Regions from separate parts of the Zea mays genome. Here region 2 is linked to region 1. A link is a contact called in public Hi-C data. All regions are on one chromosome and are shown on one strand. The core of a region is the stretch at or near the end of the contact, and the rest is flanking DNA. Distances in the headings are between cores, read along the strand shown. Region 1 holds the start of LOC107546748. Region 2 holds the start of LOC103643382 (tubulin-folding cofactor D).

The links. A called contact is a pair of places that touch in the nucleus more often than the background predicts.
Region 2: a Hi-C map of bundle sheath shows a contact between it and region 1, with 3 times the contacts expected there. The contact joins the promoter of LOC103643382 here to the promoter of LOC107546748 in region 1. A contact is called at or near these places in 3 of 25 Hi-C or Micro-C datasets (bundle sheath, ear and leaf mesophyll).

Annotation. Positions count from the first base shown.
Region 1 is chr1:229,897,190-229,902,333 of Zm-B73-REFERENCE-NAM-5.0, forward strand. It overlaps LOC107546748, which reads left to right and starts at 2,167. Exons shown (of 1, transcript NM_001322423.1): 1 at 2,167-2,975. The coding sequence starts at 2,487. The coding sequence ends at 2,876.
Region 2 is chr1:230,325,436-230,330,579 of Zm-B73-REFERENCE-NAM-5.0, forward strand. It overlaps LOC103643382 (tubulin-folding cofactor D), which reads left to right and starts at 2,018. Exons shown (of 5, transcript XR_004855486.1): 1 at 2,018-2,455; 2 at 4,792-4,852. It overlaps LOC100276271, which reads right to left and starts at 2,078. Exons shown (of 6, transcript NM_001150101.1): 1 at 1,892-2,078; 2 at 1,765-1,820; 3 at 1,544-1,667; 4 at 772-878. The coding sequence starts at 1,970.

The DNA of each region.
Region 1 (5,144 bases), core at 917-3,416:
GATGGCAACAGTAAAAATCAGGGTCATGTCATCTGGAACATGTGCGCGCGCACGGCACACGGCCTGCCGTCGGTTCCAAATCGCGCAAGAGATTTCGCCACTCCAACCGCCCCCGGCCCCCGCCCGGCCTGCCTGTAGTTGTGCAGGCAAATGCGCATCCTGTACAGGCTCTCGTAGCCCGGGTCCAAGAACCACGCAACAAGTAGCCTCCAGGAGTCCAAGGGCTCAGTCATGACGCATCGAGTGGCCCAAAAGGCGGCGTAGGTCGGCGCGTGGCTCGGGCCCCGCCTCCCCAGCGCGCCCCGCGCCGAGACGCCGGGAGGGGAGACGCCAGATGGACCGATTCTTCCGCGACCCGCGCGCCGTGCGACTCCGGCCGTACCCGTCTCTTCCAAAGAATTTTCACGCCCGGCGTGCGCGACAGCCGGCCACATCGCGGTTCGCGAACCGCGAGGGAAACGCAGGCCATGTCAACGCGCGGCGGGGCCGGGGCCGGGGCTGGGGCTGTGGGCGTGGTCGTCCGTCCTTCGGTGCGCGCCTTTGATTATTCCCGACGGCCGTGTTACATGTGGGGGTTGTGTATTGATCCACTGGGTGCGATGCGGGTCAAGGTCCAACCACTACTGGGAATCAGAAACCGACAGAAAAAAATGCAAAAACAACGACATTTTAAATCAGGACAAATTCCGATATAACAAAAAGGAATAGAAAATTTCATTTTTTTTCTCCCCTATCGGTAGATAACTTCTATTGTTGGACTATCAATCTGCTTGTCGGCGTGCCATCGACAAAACACACTACCAATCGTCAGGTCTATTAGAATTTTACTATCATGAACGACGACACAAAAAAAATATGATGTACTGATAGGATTTTTTTTTCAAACAAGCGCAAACACGACGGATACTAAGGGGGTGTTTGGTTTGCCCCTGCTAAAATTTAGCCACTATCACATCGAATGTTTGAACCTCCGTTCGGGGTATTAAATGTAGTCGGATTATAAAACTAATTTCTCAGCCGAAGATTAAAAAGTGAGACGAATCTAGTACAGTTGGTTGGGTCTATATTTCATACTCCTACTTGAAAGTCAAACGCTTGATGTGATCCGGGCTAAACTTTAGTCCACAGAACCAAACACCCCCTAAGAGTAAGAGGTGATAAAATATATTATATTAGATATGAAGTGCTCAACTTTAGCACACAATAGCACAAGGGGTGCTAAAGTTTAGCGCGTGGGCATCCAAGCAGGCAGGACCGAGTCCGGTAACCATGCAATAATTAAGCTGAGGCCACTTTCTTTTCTCACTGGTGGATTGCATGTCGTCATTCTGAATACCACATCGAAACTACGGTTACAAATTATGTTCATATAGTTGCCCAAATATAAGAAAAAAAAATGGAGAGAAACTAATCAACTAGCTAGCTGAACTAGAGGGGGAAAAATGCCATCTGTTTTCCAGAGAAGACGGCAATAACTTTGTGTCTTTGTCTGCTGGACAACAGTCGAACCAGTTTGTCGGGAGGGAGAGTCTCTGGTCAGCTAGACAGACGTAGGAGTAAATAGTACGTAAACATCAAGAGGAAGAATAGTAGTAAAATATAGGCATGGACAAGGACAAACGTGTACGCCAGCAGGCACGCATACGCATCCATGTTCGACCGACCTTCACGCGAGGCAACGGTGTAAAAATCATGCATGGTGCTCTCGTCGTGCCGAACTTGATCGTCGTCGTGTTCGTGTAGCGGAGGCTCTAGAGGGAGCTGAACAGGGCGAGCAGCAATAGCTGAACAAGCGCGAACTTGAAAATGACTCCAAACATCCCCACGCGTTCCAGCCAACTCCAAAACGTCCCATCCAAGTTCTACAAAAAAATGATAAGCCTGACCGGCGCTATCTGAACCCAGCGCGCTCGCACCCTTTGGACTGGTTGCTTATCCCTAAAGAAAGGGAAGAAACACAACGCGCAGGCGGCCAGGCGCACGCCGCGCACACGCATATGGCACCTTCCAGTAGCGTTGCGTCGCCCCCGGGACGACACAAACACGCACGGGACGGGACCCGGCGGTGGGAACTGGGAACCGAACACCAACCCCACCTGGCGGCGTGCGCGGGGGGCTATAAAAGCCTCCCAAGTCCCAACCTCCCTTGCTCGGCACCGCAGCTAGCTCTCCTCACAAACAGCAAACCGACTGACTCCAGTCCACACAAGGCAAGGCAGACCCGAATCGTCTTCGTCGTCGTTGTTGCGAAGAGACATACTAGTGGAGGAGTAGGCGGCCATGTCCAACGTGCCCACCTCCCTACGCGACTCCCCCCTCACCGTCTTCCGCCTCGCCATCTCCAGCTCCGACCCGTGGCCCTTCTCTTCCTGCCTCTAACCACCAGCCCCTCGAGTCCGTCCCTTCCCCTTGTTCTTCTTGCAACCGAGCAGCGACCAACCAAGCAAGCGACACCGATCGAGAGCTCCACCGATCTGGCGACCGTCATGCCCGGAAAGCACCAGCAGCACATGACGGCAACGGCAACGGCGGCGGCGGCGGCAGCAGCGCCCAAGGGGTGCGTGACGGTGCGCGTGGGCCTGGAGGGGGAGGAGCAGCGCCGGTTCGCGGTGCCGCTGGGCCACCTCAAGCACCCGCTCTTCGGCGCGCTGCTGGAGGAGGCCGAGCGCGAGTACGGCTTCCGGCACCAGGGCGCCCTCGCCATCCCCTGCCGCGTCGACCGCTTCGTCCAGCTCGAGCGCCTCATCGGCCGGGACCTCCACGGCGCCTGCGCCCACCACCTCGTCGACCTCGACGGCGCCGCCGCCGCCGCCGCGCAGCACCAGCACCAGCACCACCTCCACCTGCCGCGCTTCGTTGGCTGCTTCCGCGCCTGACGACACGGTCCGTCCGTCCGTCCGTCGAGGCGGTCGCTGCTGCTTGTTTTACTACTTGATTAACCAGCCTTTGGTGTGGCTCGTCCTCCCTCTCCGGATCTCTCCCGTTTCTGCTTGAAGCTCTGTGGCGAGAGAGACATGGGCCAGGGTGGGAGGACGATGCATCTAGCTGTTGACGATGGCGAAAAATTTGTGATGATCGTGGATATCAAGTGTAAAGATCTAGAGAGGATGATGATGTAGCTTTTCTCTATTTTCTTTTCATTTCCTTATACGTCAACACTTACTCTGCTAATACCATGCTCTGCAGAAGTACTTGTGCTAGCTCTATTCTTGTAAACTATTACTCCTTCGGTTTCAAATTATAATTTGTTTGACTTTTTTTCTCTATATTTAACCGACTCATCTTATTTATTTTTTTTTCAAAAAAAAATCCGAAACCACATTCAAACGAGAATTATAAATTGGAATTGAGGGAGTATTATTTTTTTGCAATATATGCAACGATTATTATGCTTCACAAACGCGTCAACACCAACACCAGCAGCGCATCTGATTCGATGAGCTAGACTAGCACTATAGCCAGCCGAGACTCGCTTTCCCGTCAAGCTTTCCGAGCGACGTGCCATTTCACCAGAGCAAATTCGTGAGCAGTTAACACGCGCCAGCAGGGTCCACACATAATAATAATTACTACTCCAATAGACTGTAAGTAGTTTACGTTGATGGAAAATTCGTCGTGCAAGGACAGCTCGGTTGTTGTCCACCTTTCCGAGCATATTCCATTGTAATATCCGTAGCAGCATGTACTAGTAACATTCTTATATATGTGATATGTCCGTGTCGAGCTAGCTTTTTTTTAACAGTACGTAAATATATCACTTGGAAACAGTCACGAGATAATTGTTTCTTCTCTGTCTAATCGCAGTTGCTGAATCAACAAAATCACAGCTAGCTGTTCCTTCCCCTTGCTTCCTCTAACCAAGCACGAACTAGTACCTGCCAACCAAACGAACCAACCTACCAGCGGCTCCGTCGTCTTGAATTGAATCAGCCGCAATGCGCGCAGCAGCTGGCGTGGCGGAGTCGAAAGTCCAAGGCCAGGCCAGTGACCACCTGGGTGTTCGGAGAAGGTTTCCGGAAATCTCGCCGCGAGCTAAAGCGCCGCCAGCACGCAATGAGCGCACACAACCTGACAGGCCTTTTCCCACTAATCCGCCATGGACGGCAAGCACATGCGTGCGTGTGAGTAAGTATTCGATGTGTCGGTTTCAAATCAACGGCCCCTCCTCTCTTCTGGGCTCTGGAATTTTAATTAAATTGGATCCGAAATCCATTTCTCGGACAGAGAAAAGGACACTGAATCTGATCCTCACCTACCCAAGAGAACCCCAATTAAACCCAAGCGTGGTATTTTATGGCGATCGAGTACACCTGTTTAGTAGTACTTGAGGTCGTCGTTGTGGGTCGTCATTCATTCCGTGCTACTACGTGGCATCTGTTTATGACGTGAAGAAGGAGATATTGCAACCATCTGATAGGCTAAAATTTAGCCTGCATGCAATGACAACTTTGTACTCTCTACATCTGATAGACTGAATAAGTACCGTCAAATCAATGCGTGTCATGTGTTTGTAGATTGAACGTATTCTATACTATTAATTCATCTCAATGCTACATATCAACACACGAATTATTTGCCCATATGACCACACCCCTACTATATATTGAGAAGGTTGCATCACGCGTGCGTCCCTTATTTGTTCGTCTGAAACTCCAAATAGTTGCGTGTGTGTTAGGATGGCTTCTAGATGCTACATGAGTTTGTTTTGCCAATTCTTGTGTCTAGCTGTTTTTGCTCGAAATTGAAAGCTCATTCTGCCTTTACTCGGCAAGTAGGGTAGACTGCTAAAACCACCGCATAGTTTTTGGCATTTTTCTTCTTTGACTGGTCGGCATGAAATTAGCCAGCAAAGACAAACGGGTTGGGGGGTCTGTTAGCCGTATCTTTCATGAGCGGGCGGCGTCAGGGTATATAATGGCAAGCGTTACCTTTTAGCTTGGGCATAGGAAATTTCGTGATTAGGAGAGCCGGAGCTTTAATAAAGCGAACGGAAGAATAAAGGTGCGTGTAAGCTCATTATGCCAAAAGAAAAGAAGAGGACAAAAAAACCATTACGTTTTTTTTAATTAAATAGGGCAGGCCATTAGACTCTATAGATTAGCTGTTCAGGGGGTGTTTGGGAGTGAAGTTTTTTCACAGTTTTG
Region 2 (5,144 bases), core at 768-3,267, 430 kb after region 1:
TGGACAACTCTTACATTTACATCTAACTTAGGCCCGTTTGGTTCCTAGGGGATCTTTAGAATCTGGATTAAAAAAATCTCAAAATCCTAGAGTCTCATCGAAACAGACAGATTCTAGTGGATTTTAACATGCAGATAAAGAATACAATGAAAAACACTAGTTTTTTTATCCAGATTCTAAAAACCTATAGGAACCAAACAGGATCTTAAAAACAAACATGCTAAATAGCCCTGGGCACCCCTAGTTTAAGAAGATTCACATCAAGCCAAACCCATGTTGCATTGAACTTAGTATCTATCATACACTAGTACACTAGTACACTACCCACTACCCATGCAGGCTGAAGGTTATTACTTTTGTGCCTCATTCTTGCAAATGTATTCCAAGTTGGGACTTCAACTTGGGGTTATCTACCTCTAAAGGTTCTACAAAAGGGTACTATCTGCAAAATTTCTACTGCATGTTTGGTTAGTTCACAAATCACAATTGCACTACCCAATGACCATCTTGACTCTTGAGAATGATCACAATTCTGGTAAGTCATTAACTAACTCCATTGGAAGGACCACGAACAATAACATTATATAATTGTTGCTTAAGCTGCAATCTAAATGAAGTAACGATCTTAATGAGACAGGTTGTTTCATTTAAAAACAAATAAGGTTTTAATTGAATAGCATCAAGAGGCAGAAAATTAATAAACTTGCAAGATATATATTTCCACGTTCATCACTTGCAAAACAGCGACATTCTGAATTTCATAATCCAAACCTTCAAGAACAACTCTGACCGGATAATGCACGTCACAGAGAATGCAACCGCAATTGATGACAAGCTTGTGTAAAGCCGAAGCAGCACTGCCATGGTCCGCAATCGCCCTGTGAATAACCAAATAACAACTTCAGCTATAATTTAATCAATAATCCGACAAAGGATGATTGATATGGCATTGAAAAAAGGATATCCTTTGGGTAAAACATGAATGGGGGTGTTTTTTCTTTAAAAGCCCATATGCTAAAGGCATCTGGAGAAAATTTGAAGCTTATATGTGGAGATTGATAGAATTTAATGGTTGGTTTGGAAAGCCCATAATTCAAGCTTTAAAGACTACCAGCTTATCCTAATAGAATGGTATCCACTTCTACAGCAAAAACAAATGATGTCGACAAAAAGAGCAAGATGATAGTATAACTAGCTTGCTTGTTCTGGCAAACTACAGCAGAATGCTTAATCCATGGCAAGAGTATTGAAAACCTCCCTCTCCAATCTTACTAATCAGCAACCAAGAAGCCCGTCAATGAAATATTGCCAACTGATGTAGAATTTCATATTTCACTTCCCAAGACATTCTAGTTGACAGATTGACACCTCTTCTTATCAGTGCCAAGGATCCTTTTATTGAATTTATAGGACATGAAAAGTTGTAAGCTCCTATTGTGGTTTTCTTCACTCGAGGCTCAAGATCTAGGTCGACCTAGTTCTTTTTTGGTGGAAAAAATAAGGGAGTACGGAACTAGCAGAGCTGAGGTTAACACAGCAATACCTAATTCCCCCACCACTATAGCCAGGAATCCCGCGGCCATGGACAGCACGGCGAACTTGTTCACCGCCGCCCCCTTGGACAACGACAGCAATAGAAGCAAGCCTCCGGCCACTAGGTGCAGCGCCTGGAGGAGCAAACCACCACGAACACTCATCAGATCAATAACCGCCAATGACGGCAAGAGATGGAGGAGCGAATCCAGGAGGCAAGCTTGCCGTCACCTGCACGAGGATGAGGCGCGCGAGGCGGGATCTGCCCTCGGCGACCCTCTGGTACCCTGCAAAATTGCGAGGTTATGAAAGAGGCGTTGGAAGCGTGGCTTTGGCGGTGTGGGCGGTGGATGGTTACGGGATTCGACGACCATGCGGTAAGAAAAGTCGGAGCCGTCCGTGCCCGACGGCCGGCCGGAGGCGACGTGCCGCTGCATCGCCGGGTCCGACGGTGAGAAGGCTGCCTTTTCCTTCGTCAAGGGTAGAGACAGTTCGCAGAAGGCTGGCGCCCTGAAGTCTGCGTGTCAAAGCGAATACCAAAAGACGCCTTCTGACTGCAAACACGGAAAGTGATAACACGAGCAAAGTAGCGCAGCCGCGCACACCACCAGTCCCTCGAGAGATGGTCGAGGACAACCCCTGAATTCCGGCTATGCAGGAAACCGGAGCCACCGCCGCTGCTCCCGCTGCTTGGGTATCTAACGCCGCCACGACGGCCCCATCTGAGCCCACAGGATCCCCTGCTGATGTCGAAGCCTTCGCTGATCCTACTGCCGTCGGTGACGATGAGCACGACTCCAAGGAGGTCTTCCTGCGCAGGTACTTCCTCCATGAGTGGGAGCTGGTCTCCGCGATCCTCCGCCGTATCGTCGCCGGCGGCGGCGTTGTCCAATCCGTCGATGTCCACAGTGTCCGCTTTCTCGTAAGCACTCTTCTCTCCCCATTTCCAAATGCTCCCTGCCGTTGAGAGGAGCGTGTAGCTCTGAGAACAACATTGACTTCTGTTTGGTTATTTTAAAGGATATTATCTGCTTTAGCGTCTTATTCTAAATGCACAACAACCGAATTTGAAGACATCATGTCCAATTTCTTGCAACCTTTTAGTTGTCTAGGTGGCAGTTTAAACTGTTTGGTTGATGTTAATCTGTGAATGCACAATTTATTTGCTAATATAGGATAACAAAGGCTGAGCTGAGATACATATGACTTACATGAATCAATCCTAGGCCCTAGAATGATATGTTATTTAGGAATCACATTCTGCTTTCCCTGGTACAAAAATGGTTCTGAGTAAGAGTTATGACTAATGATCTATTACCACCTATGTTTTCTGGTCGAGCGACCAGCTGGTCGAACCGGGGGAACGACCAGGCGACTAATCTCGATTAGTCGACGACTAGGTCGACTAATCGACCTCTGGTCGACCTAGTCGTATATTAGTCGTCATGTTGATCCAGGACATATGTATATACTATATAGTATATAATTATATAACTATATATAAAGGATAGGGTAAACATGGCATGAATTCTGCAATACTGATTTAAGAAATTGAGAGAAGATATTTGTTCATCCAAATATCCAACTGAAAACATCAAAGAAACACTTACTAGTTACTACCAGATACCACATAGCACACATTATCATGACGGCGACAACCAAACTCTATATGTATCAAAGGAATAAGGATTCAGAGGATGGCAACATGAACAAGGATGGCAACATGAACAGAATCTCTATTGTCTACATGAACTGAGTCAGAAACATAGAAGGACATAACACAATACATAAGACAGAAGTGAATACGACCTCCAGATCATGAACTCATGTTGTGCACCGGTGATCTGGGGCCGCTGACGCCAAGGAAGACCAACTGGGCTGAGGTTTTTTAATACGTCGACTGTCACTAAAGCCGCGCCGCCGGTGATCAACTTACCAGGAGGCAGGAACCTTGCGCAGTGCACCGACACCGGTGATAAAAAACCAGGAGCTAGGAGGATAGAGAACGACGACAGGAGAAGAGATTAGAGATAGAGAAGCAAAACTGCAGAAGCAAGGAGATGAAGACGCCAACAATCAAGGAGATTGGAAACAAACCGTCGTGTGCAAGGGTATTTCACGACGGCGCCTCCTGTAGACGGGCCGCCCGCCAAAAAAAACCAACGATTCTTTTACAGGATATAAACCCTAGTCGCTAAGCACTACCTGATCGAGGATTTATCGGACCTAATCGTCGACTAGTCGGATGACTAGGTCGACCAGATCACCTGATCGGGTCGGATCCCTAATCGCCTACCCCTAAACCGACCAGCCCGACTAATCGCGACTAATCGCGATTAGTCGGACGACTTGAAATCAGAGGCACCTCTATAGATAAAAGACAACAAGAGGCAAAGGTCCACATGATGTAGAAACATTAGGAAAACAACTGATATATTTGGATAACACCCAGACATCGTATTTCTGACTTGAAGTGTAAAGAGTTATACTCCCTCTGTTCCAAATGTAAGATGTTTAAAGTTTTTCTAAGTCAAACATCTTCAAATTTGATCAGATTTATAGAAAAACATAGCAAATGTCAAACACCAAGAAAATATACTATAAAACAATCAATGCTGGATTTAATTAAACTAATTTGGCTTTGTAGATGTTGCTACATTTTTTTCTATAAACTTTGTCAAACTGTAATATGTTTGACTTAGGACAAAACCAAAACACCTTATACTTTAGAATTGAGTGATTATTTTTTCCTTCTTTGGTTCACAGATGAATGACATATTGAAAATCAACATGGTCCCTGATGCAACTTTGGCCACTACTTTCAATAATAGTATGTTTGTAAAACACAGTAAGATTGTGCTATTATGAAAGCACTTTTAAGAAAAATATGTGTGTTACATTTTCATATATCCAGCGTTAATATTTGTAGAGCGTCAACCTTTGAACTGATATTCACGACACTCTTACAGAGATGGCCTATTGCCGCTAGCGTGTAGGATTTGTTAATTCCACTCACCCTACTATGGTCTACAAACTCAATAAGTCTATGTATGGACTGAAGCAGGCACCTAGGACTTGGTACAGTAGATTTGCTTCTTACTTGCTCTCCTTAGGGTTTACTACGACCAAGTCAGACACTTCCTTGTTCATCTACCAGCGTGGTAATGACACTGTGTACCTCCTCATGTATGTTGATGACATTGTGCTCACTACCTCTACTTTGGCTCTCTTGCACCGTGTTATGCCCGTGGTCGCCAGCGATGATCGCCGAGGACATGAGCGCCAATAAATCTGTCGCCGTCAGAGAGACAAAATCGAGGTATGTGTGTGATGTTGTATTTCAGATATTCAGTGTCCAACACAGAGTTCGATTACAGCTTTTATCCCTCACACACGCCACGGCCCACACGACCCAACACCATTACAAGATACGGCCCACACTTATTTATTGTGCCCCATCCGGCACGCCAGCCTTGTCACCATCTTTAGGCATCACCTCCCGCACTACCGGCTCTCGCTTCTTCCTCCCTCGCCTTGCTCTCCCTGGTTGTCAGGCGTGACATCTGCTCCCTCCTGAGTGCTTGCTTGTCCCCAAGCAACAACATATGGAA